2 separate regions of the Mus musculus genome follow, and region 1 is linked to region 2. Evidence: chromatin contacts called from public promoter capture Hi-C data. All regions are on one chromosome and are shown on one strand. Each heading gives the region's core, a stretch centred on a gene start, on an enhancer-like site or on the middle of the called end of the contact. The rest is flanking DNA. Distances are from core to core; before and after follow the strand shown.

What was found. Promoter capture Hi-C pulls out the DNA fragments that hold promoters and counts their contacts.
Region 1: a contact with region 2 is called in a promoter capture Hi-C map of hippocampal neurons, with 6 times the contacts expected there. The contact joins two enhancer-like sites. A contact is called at or near these places in 5 of 39 promoter capture datasets (HPC-7-derived erythroid cells, hematopoietic stem and progenitor cells, hippocampal neurons and 2 more).

What each region holds. Positions count from the first base shown.
Region 1 is chr14:21,704,053-21,708,926 of GRCm38.p6, reverse strand. All of the region lies in intron 1 of Dupd1 (dual specificity phosphatase and pro isomerase domain containing 1), which reads left to right. Among named protein-coding and RNA genes, the nearest start is that of Dupd1, 8.1 kb to the left of the region's middle. Within about 2 kb of position 1,801, at least 142 of the 459 cell types and tissues checked have an H3K27ac peak or open chromatin away from gene starts, as enhancers often do. A contact at or near this core is called in hematopoietic stem and progenitor cells and hippocampal neurons, where this site is marked.
Region 2 is chr14:20,782,929-20,787,914 of GRCm38.p6, reverse strand. The region is part of intron 2 of Camk2g (calcium/calmodulin-dependent protein kinase II gamma); the gene reads left to right. Among named protein-coding and RNA genes, the nearest start is that of Camk2g, 8.7 kb to the left of the region's middle. Within about 2 kb of position 1,679, at least 176 of the 459 cell types and tissues checked have an H3K27ac peak or open chromatin away from gene starts, as enhancers often do. A contact at or near this core is called in hematopoietic stem and progenitor cells and hippocampal neurons, where this site is marked.

The DNA.
Region 1 (4,874 bases), core at 552-3,051, 920 kb before region 2:
AATTTCCTCAAGCCAGCACAAACATGTCTGTAAGGCTGGGTCATGAAAGAGCTAACATAACTAGCTACAGGGTTCTCCAAGGTGACATCGGGAACCCTCGATCTCAGTGGTACATGGATGTCTCTAGCTTGGAAAATCTTTACATGTTAGCTTGAGGCCCCAGGCCTTTCCCTACCTATCCACCAGTGGGCCACAACTCTGCTTAAGAGCACATTGGCTCTTGTTGCTCCGCACCGCCATTTTCAGGGTGGGGTACCTGCATTTGGTTTCTTGTGCTGCAGGAGAAAACTGCAGCAAAAGAACTTCAGGTTTTGATCTGATTTCAAAACTGTAACTTTAACCCTGTCATAGCGTCTTATACCGGCAATCCCAGCACTTGGGAGGCTGAGGCAGGGGGACTGCTCAAAGTTTAAAGCTTGTCTAGTCTATATAGTGACTTCTAGGCCAATCAGGTCTATATATTGATGTCCTGTCTCAAAAACAAAACAAAGCCAATAGTTTCCAAGCATGTGCTGGCTCTCTGGCTAGATGACCTAGCAGGTAAAAGCACTCGCTGGCAAACCCAGGGACCTGAACCTCATCCCCCAGGACCCACATGCTGTCCTCTGACAACACAAGCACACATCCATGCAATCTTGCACGTACACATATGCACACACACACATGTACACATACACACACATATCCATGCAGGTGTGTGCATGCAGGATGCAGGTGTGCTCATACACATGCACACACATACACACTCAAGTGCACACATGTACATATCCATGCAGATATACACATACATACACCAGTACATGCACTCATGCATGTAATAAAAACATTTTCTGATATATTAAGAAACAGCAAGATGGCTCAGTAGGCAAAAATACTTGCTGCCAAGTTCGAGTTCAGTCACCAGAACCCAAATGGTGCAAGGGAACCAACTTCTACTATTTGTCCTCTGACCTTTACACGTGTGCTGTGCGTACTAAGGACACATGTACTATGAAATGCACCCCCCAAAGTAAATAAAATTTGAAAACATATATATCTCTAAACAATATTTTAAAAATCTGGATTGCATTTGCACACGGAATGACAGTTTGCTGCCCAAATCAGAGGGGGCACTGGCTCTATTTAATGTGCCACAGTCCCCACTACTCCCTAATGTTTCTTCCTTACCACTAGTAGTCAAGCTATTGTTTGTTCTTTAGTATCCAACTACTTCCTTCCACTATGCTAGTTATGTCATCAGCCTGTCCCCTTTGTGAAGGAGCCGGAGTTGGCTTCTGTTTCTCTGAGAAGGATGCTCTCCCAGGCCAAGAGCCTTCAGAGCTGGTGTTTGATTCCTCGGGTCCAAATCTTTAAGGATGAAGCTGTAACAGGATTCTGGAAGCCTGTCTTGACAGCCTGCCCAGATCTCATTATGACATTTAGCCTGTGATTGATATGGTGTGTCATGGAGACCTTGGCAGTTAATCTCTGGGTTGAATCTATGGAAACCAAACAGAGCAGATCTGTCTTCCCCTTTTGGCTGTGATCTGGGACACAGATTCTCCCTGCCTCTGGGAGAACAAGAGATTTGGGAGCTGTGTGGGTGGGGTTTGGGGGTGCACAGGCCGTCTTCAGCATTTGGAAAGATTACAGGCCTGTGGTTTCTGGACAGCCCTGTGCTTTGTTCTCTTTCCTGCATCGCGCTGGAAGATAATAGATCCCAGAGCCCCTTCTAAATGCCAAGTCGCTCTGGGTACACAACACCACTTCCTCTTCTGTCTGGAAACTCAGCCAAAGCTATAATGCAGGGCCAGGCCAGGGTTGGTTCCCTCCACAGCTTAACGAGGGGAAAGAGGCCCCACCAAGGGCGCAGTCAGCTTCAGTGGTCAGAGAAGGCAGACTGGAGGATCCACAGCGGAACAGACTCCAGCATCTCCCTAAAATCGCATCTCTCCAAGTCCCCTTAGCAACAAGCAGGACTCAAAGGGATTTAAGCCATAGTATTTAGGAATATGATGCCAGACTTAGAAATAAGATGAGTGGGTGCCATGGGGGTGCACTGAACAGCACGTCTTTGTAATTGAGGCTGCTGTGGTCCTAAAGGGAAGTTGTAACTACGGTCTTAGGAGACGGAGGAGTCGGGGCTGGTTCCTACAAGGGAAGCTCCAGCCAAGCCTTGCAATATGGCTACCCCGCCTCCCCGAAACCCCAGCAGGCAGGCCCTGGAGTCAAGTGCAGGTCTCACCAACCACCCTAGGGAGGAGACAGCGTCCACCCTGAGTCCCCTCTGCACTTTCTTCCCCTGTTCCGAGTCAGGTCAGCAGAGCCTCAACCCTGCTTCCAAAGCCCTAGTTGAGTTCCCAGCCAGGCCGCACAGGCCTTTGCCATTCATTTCTCTCATTCATCCGTTCATCCATTCACCCCTCAATCCATCCATTTACTTTAGAGATCAAGGAGACCTAGGAAGCCTGCATCCAAGTGGTCCAAGCCCTTCCTCTCCCAGGCCTGGATCTGCATCAGGAACCAATACCCTGTTCCTATATCAGCGAGAAGACAGAAGGTGTTTGTGGTATCCTTACAACCCTTCTCTTGACTCTTCAGTCACATGGCAGTCAATCATGATTATCAGCAAGCATAGACTCTCCTGGGATCTTGTTAAAATGTTGGCTTTCAGGCCCTGCCTTGGCCCAGTGTATAATCCCAGAATCTGTATTTTCAGCTGCTACTCTAGGAGAGCTGGCCTTTACAAACAGACTGGCAGGTTCCAAAGCAGGGTCCCTCTGCCTGACGAGGTTCTCACTCCAGGAATCAGTCTATCACAAGGAAGAAATCCCAGAGCCTGGCCTCCCCCATCCCCATGGCAGACACTGTTAGCTACTGATCTTTTCATGCACCTCTTGTGAACTTGGGAGAACTGAATCCCTGACACCATGGGTTTGGTCTTTTCATTGCCCTTAAAATTTATTAAATTTTTCTTAAGAGATTGGGGTCTCATTCTGAACTCCTAGATTCCTGGTCTGAAACATCCTCCCAGAATATATTGGACCATAGGCATGTACCCGTGAGCCCAGAACTTTTGGAAACTGAATCACAGTTAATGCCAAACGCACAGAAAGAGAAACAGTAGCTATGTTGTATCCATCGTCCAGACTCAGTCACCCCCCAGCCAATCCTGCTTCACACACACCCCCATCAGCACCCCTAGCCTCCAGTACTGCATTTTTTTTGCATTTATCCAACTATATTTTGAAATTTTTACTTTATATGTGCACATACCACAGTGAATGTATGCAAGCCAGAGACAACCCTTTACAGTCTGTTTCCTTCCTCTTTCATGTGGCTCTGGGGATTGAACTCAGGTCTCTGGGTTTATACAGCAAGGACTTTATTATCTGCTGAGGCATCTTGCTGGCCTTCCAACTATGTTTATGATGCAAATTCTATCTGTTAGTATGTTAGTATTTTAGTGTTTTACCTTTTTTTTTTTTTTTTTTTTTTTTGAGACGGGGTTTCTCTGTGTAGCCCTTGCTGTCCTAGAACACACTTTGTAGACCAGGTTGGCCTCAAACTCAGAGATCTGCCTGCCTCTGCCTCCCGAGTGCTGGGATTATCTGTCAGTATATCCAGCTTAAAGATTTATTTATTTATTTATTTTGGTTTTTTTCGAGACAGGGTTTCTCTGTATCACCCTGGCTGTCCTGGAACTCACTCTGTAGAACAGGCTGGCCTCGAACTCAGACACACAGAACACCACAGCCGCACGTGGTGGCACATGCCTTTAATCCCAGCACTTGGGAGGGAGAGGCAAGCGGATTTCTGAGTTCAAGGCCAGCCTGGTCTACAAAGTGAGTTCCAGGACAGCCAGGGCTATACAGAGAAACCCTGTCTCGAAAACAAAACAAAACAAAACAAAACAAAAAACCAACCCCCCCAAAAGATTTATTTTTAATCGTGTGTGTGTGTGCATTTGTGTATGTGTGTGTGTTGTATGTGTGTAGAATGCACATAAGAGCAGGTGCTAACAACATCTAGGAGAGAGGGTAATAGATACCTTTGGAACTCAAGTCATAGCCACTTGTGCACCACCTGACATGTGGGTACCTGGAACTAAACTTAGGTTCTCTGAAGGAGCCGCACAGGCTCTGAACTGCTGAGCCACCTTTCTAGACTGTGAGCTTGTTTCAAGTATAATCACCATGTAAGCATTTAATTGTTCGAGTCCACTGGAGCTAGTTTTAGTACCTATGTCCAGAATGTCCTTTCCTGAGGCGCTCGAGCCTCCCAAATTGTATTCCGAGTAGTGCTTGAGCCTGGTGTTCTCCGAGGCTCCCAGACTTTCTGATTTTTTTTTTTTCATTTCTCCCATCACAATGTCATCTCCACCACCTTCCCTCTCAGCAGGCGGGTGCTGCATGTGCCAAACATCTTTATCATTTCTCTCATATGTAACAGGGCAACTTTCAGAGAGTTAAGACTGAGTTAGTGACTTTAAGGACATTGGAAGAATGGCACCTGTCTCAAAACAAGTGTTATGTAAATATGATCGATCCTCCTTCAGGACCCACGGAGCAGAGGTTCCAGGCCCTCAGGGTACCAAAGTCCATGGATGGTCAAGCCCCTCCTATAAGGTGGCACAGCTGGGGTGGAGAAGCAGCTAGGTTGGGTGAGAGCTTGCCTACCATGCACAGAGCCCTGGGTTTGATCCTCATCACCCTATAAACTGGGCATGGTGGTGCAGGCCTTAAACGTCAGCACTGTGGATGGAGGTGGAGGCAAAAGATGAGAACTCAGAACCATCTTTCCATAATGATCTCAAGGTTGGGGAGAGTGTGAGCTACAAGACACCCTATCGCAAAAGGGGGTGGGGCACACACAATATTTACATATGAACTCCA
Region 2 (4,986 bases), core at 430-2,929:
TTGTCCTCCTAACCACCTTCCCAGAAGGATCGGGGGTGCTGTTAGGTGGGGATACAGGTTAAAATGTGTCCCATTCTGTAAAAGAGAACCCTGATTTTTTTTTCCCATTGCTTGTCAATCATGTCTTGTCAGAAGCTGTGCTGAAACCCTAGAGGGGAGGACCAGCCCCATTCTTTGCTGAGGCTGGAGCGGGGTGGCTGGGGGTGGGGAGGTGGGGGGTTTGTGTGGTCACCTCCCATTCCCCTGCCTGTGCTTGTTGCTGCTTTCTGAACAGCTTTGGCAATGGACAGGGGCTGATCCCATGGGTGCCACAGAGTGCTGACAGAAAGAGATGGGGACTTTGCACTTCTTGAGGGCCTCTGTAGAGAGAGGCCCTTTGTCACCTGCACATAACTAGACAAATGTTGCTTTATGGAAGATGTTGCCTTGTGGAAACCGAGGCATAAAAGATTTGTTGTGGGTTTGTTTTGAGCTTTAGATACTTACAGTTTTGTTGATGCTCAGATCTATGACTCTTTAGACTGTATGGTCTTTGGATCCCCTCGAGGGGCATTTCAACCCTTCCTGCTTGCCTTACCCCCCCTCCCCAATCTCATTGAGCCCAGGCTGGTTTCAAACTCTTGTAGTTAAGGATGACCTTGAACTCCTGATCTTCCTGCCTCCACCTCCCAAGTGCTAGGATTTTATCTTTTAAACCCAGGTTCTAGTCCTTTGTTCTGGGATGAATCTTGGTGTCATCCCATAGCTTTCCGTCCAGCACCACAGATAACTCTAAGCCCAGCAGAATAAACCTCTCTTTATTGCCGCAGTCTTCTGTACCCCATTTTTTTCTTAGACTCTGGTGGGGGCATTTCTAGCCACCCCCCCCACACACACACACACATACACCATTTCTACTTCCTGGGCCCTATCACCATCAGCAACAGCAGGTTCCCATCTGCTCCCTCTTTTCTCCTCCCTCTCTTTCCCCTCCCCCTCCCTTGCTGCTGCCCTGGGAGGAGCTATTTTTAGGGGCTGCTTCCTGGGATGTTTTACTTGGGGCTGGTTACCATGAAGGAAATGTCACCAAAACAGTGGGCAAAGGCTAGGGGCACCCACTAGGGGCATGGAGCTGACCCTGTAAAGTGGCCAGGGTGCCCAAAGGCAGAGCCTTGCCTTCTTGGGGCTTGCTAGTGTGCCCATGGGGATTCTGTCCGTCCAAGCTTGGAGCTTGAACCTTAGGGTGTGTCTTGGCGCCTTTGCCTTTCCCTCCTCGATCTGCCTTTCCTTGTCTTGAGAGCCAGAGGCCACGGTGAGGCTCAGGACTTCTGTGGTCTGATTGGAACTGTTTGGGTTCAAGCTGGAGACAGGGTATTTGTATGTGTGCTGTGTAAGGGACAGAGGCAGAGGGGTGCCGTGGGTGTGTTTCAGGTCCTGTCCTCTGCATTCATAACCATTAGCTGGCCCCGCTTATATGCTGATTGAAGGCATTACAAGACTCTGCATCCTGGCTTGACCGACTTTGCCTTTAATCGGAGATTCTTTGCACCTTCAAAGAGGAAGGGATATAGCATCATGGTGTCGGGGGAGGTCAGTGGGATTGTGGCTGGAGATCCTCACTCATTGGTGCCCAAGGGGTGATGCTGTGTAGAAGCAGCAGAGGAAGGTGGACTATGACACGACAGCCCTGTGCTGCCCTTGTTCCTGTTCCTCAGAGTGAGGCCCAAGGAGCAGGGTTTCAGCTGTGTGTGAGGGAAGGTGGGGCACTCAGGAGGGGAGTAAGAGAAGACTGCCTCCACCTGGGGCTGCCGGGGGCTTCTCACAGCTGATGTTGAGGCCACAGGCAGAGATTTCAGAGGGAAAGATGTCATTGAGATTGGAATTCAAGAAGAGTCCTTGTAGCCATAATATGACCATGTGTCCTTTCCTACCTGCAGAAGGTTGTATGTCTGTGTGATATCAGACCTCTTATCTGAACCTAGTGCTGGCTTCTGTGGTTTTAGAGAAATGTTGCTAAATCAGTGTGTAGGTCCTTGGGAGAGCCATGGAGAATCAGTGGCCAGCACTCTTGAAACGAAGGCAAATATATTTGGAGTAGGCTTCTTTTGGGCAGGAGAGAAGAGGCAGTTGTGGGGTTCTGTGTGCCACTAGCTGTACGAGTTGCAGTTGCCTTACCACCTGATAACCATCTCTGCTCCCCTTGCTATATCCGGTCACTCCTTGCTGCCCTGCCTGTGAAACTGTGGTGTCCTAGACCAAGTCCTGAAGCACCTGAGCAGAAGGCTGAAGAGGCAGTGTTTCCAGTTATCCCTGTTTCCTAGGGGGCCTGGCTCTGCCCTAGGTTGACAGCTGGGGAAAAGCCCGAGCAAGGCCAAGAAAGTGGGGACAGGCTCCTAAAAAGGCTGCTTCTCCTTTCTGATCCTGATGTCACCTCTGCAGTTAAGGGGGAAACCTTGCAAGAGGGCTGTCTGTGGTTGGAGCTAGGCTGGAGGCCTGCAGGGTAGGTCTCCATGGCAATAGCACACAGGCAGGCAGGAAGTGGCTGTTGTCAAACAGGAAGGGGGGGCTGGGCTGTGGGGTGGGAGGAGCCTTACAGAAAGGTGGGTGAGAGGTGGGTCAGCTAGGGAAGGTCCAAGTTACCCTGAAGTAGTCATTGAGGAAAGGAAGGAAGCTGGCTTTGTGGCAAGAGTACCTGCTGGTTTGTCCGTACCTTCATATGCCAAGCCTAGGCCTGGTCCCACCACCATAAACCAAGAAAATTCAATAGCTTTACTCCTTTTAATGTTGAGATTGCTGTGTTCAAGAAAGGTACTCTACAAATAATTTTCTGTTCCTACTAGTGTAGAACACTTTGTCTTCTGAGGAGACTATAGAACAGGAGATATGGGGAGAAAGAGATGAGCCGTGACCACTAGAGAGGTCAGGCTGTCATGGTGTAAGAGACTGTGGGAGGCAGAAACCACATGGCTCACTGAACTGAACTTGGGGATGGCAGGACGCCATAGCCAGCAAGACTGAGGAAGAGGAGGCATCTGTGGTCAGGCTCTCCTGGGCCTCTCTGAGTGCCCCCCTCTTGCTTGCCTTCGTCTGCAGACGGTGGACATGCACAGGCTTCACCTCTGGATGGCAGTGGAGGAACTCACGGGACTCCTGAGAAGTCGGAGGGAGGGTTCAGTTGGTGCATTCAGATTCCGTGTCTGCCAGGTGGAGGGGAGAGTGGGTCTGACTGTTTGTTTTGTGATCACTGGCAATGTGGATGAGCACGGGAGCTGGGGTAGAAAATGACTCCAGAGTTAGGTGTTTGCCATGTAAGCATGGGTGAGGACGAGAGTTCGGATTTTACGTAAATTTACGTAAACACTGAGCTGGCATGGTGGCCCACCTGTAATTCCAGCCTGGGAAGACAGAGATAAGGAATCCCCAGAGCAAGCTGGCAAAACTAGCCACACCTATGAGCTTTGGAAGGGGTTGATCCAGAGACCTTACCTTAGTGTAAATAAAAAGAAAGAGTAACCTGGGGCGGGGGCATGCCTTTAATCCCAGAATTCTGAGTTCAAGGCCAACCTGGTCTACAGAGTGAGTTCCATTACAGCCAGGGCTACACAGAGAAGCGTATGTGCGTGTGTGTGTGTGTGCGTGTGTGTGGTGACTTAACCTAAGGCCTTCATTATAGGTGTTACATATTCAAAAATGTATGCATATGCCCATGTATATGCATATACCACTAGGGTACACACACACGAAAAATGGACAAAGGGAAAAGAAAACTGTGCACATACCAGTTAAAGAGACCTTTTTTCTCTTTATTGCCAGATCCTTGGAAAAAGAGTGTGCTAAGCACTCTACCATATTATCTCTTTTAAACTTCAGGAATCCCTGTTTCTGTTCTGAAGTATGAAACTATAGCCTGGGGTTATGGCTCAGTTGATAGGATGCATATGGAGCAAGTATGAGGTCATAGCTTAGATCCTAGGCACATAAATGAGGTATGGTGGTACCTATAACACCAGTACCTAACAGGCAGGAACGGGTCAGAAGTTCAAGGACAGTTTTGCCATCGCACTATAAATGATTGGATGGATGGATGGATGGATGGATGGAGGGAGGGATGAATGGATGATGGATCCTGCCCAGAAGGTCAGTGGCTGGCTCATTGACTTCCTCTGGTTTTAGTCAGATGTTATCTTGCTGAGGCTTCCCCTGCAGATTGCTTAAACTTAGCCCTTTCCTCACCCCCACTCTGTCTGCAGAGCACTAACTTCAGATCTAATGAGTTTCTTGAGTCTGTGTCTCCTACCGCCATTTCCTACTCCATAAAATGGGGACTCCATAAGGGTACGGATTTTTGACCACTTTATTCATCATTGTTCTTCGGCCTTCAGAGCAGTGCCTGTCGGGGTGAAGGACTCAGTGAATTCTGAAGGCATGAATGAGGCTCAGGCGCATTTAATAAGTTGGTGGAGTGGCAGCCCTTCCAAACCCAATGTGTTAATTGCTCTACCTTGTGGCTTAGACCCAGAGCAAAGACCAAAGCACAGCTCTGGGGTTCCAAGAAGCCATGAGCCTTGCCAAGAGAGTGAGGCTTGGCTCCTTGGGAATTAGGAGGGATTCACTAAGTGGGAACACATTCTCTGGACCTTGGGCAAGCCCCCTCCAGGAGCCGAAAGCCTCTTGTCTTCCCTCTGCTCTGAGTCACTGGTAAAGCCGTAGCACCCGTCCTTATTTTTAGTGCTGCCGCTGTCGTGGGGCTGTAACCATTAGCCAGTAAGAGACTTAAGAGAAGAGATAAACATTAATCTTCTGGGCCTTCCTCAGCTGCCACCTCCGCATTACAAGATGCTGTTCTCCCACACTTGCCCAAGAGCTATGGGTCAAGGGTGGTGAGCTGAGTGGTCAGAGATAGGGTGGGTGGGTCTGCAGCTGGCACAGTTGGCTTGCTTGATGCCTTGGTTTCAAGACCAGGGCTAAGGGAAAATGTGGTTTGCCCCGTCATATGTCCAGATATGG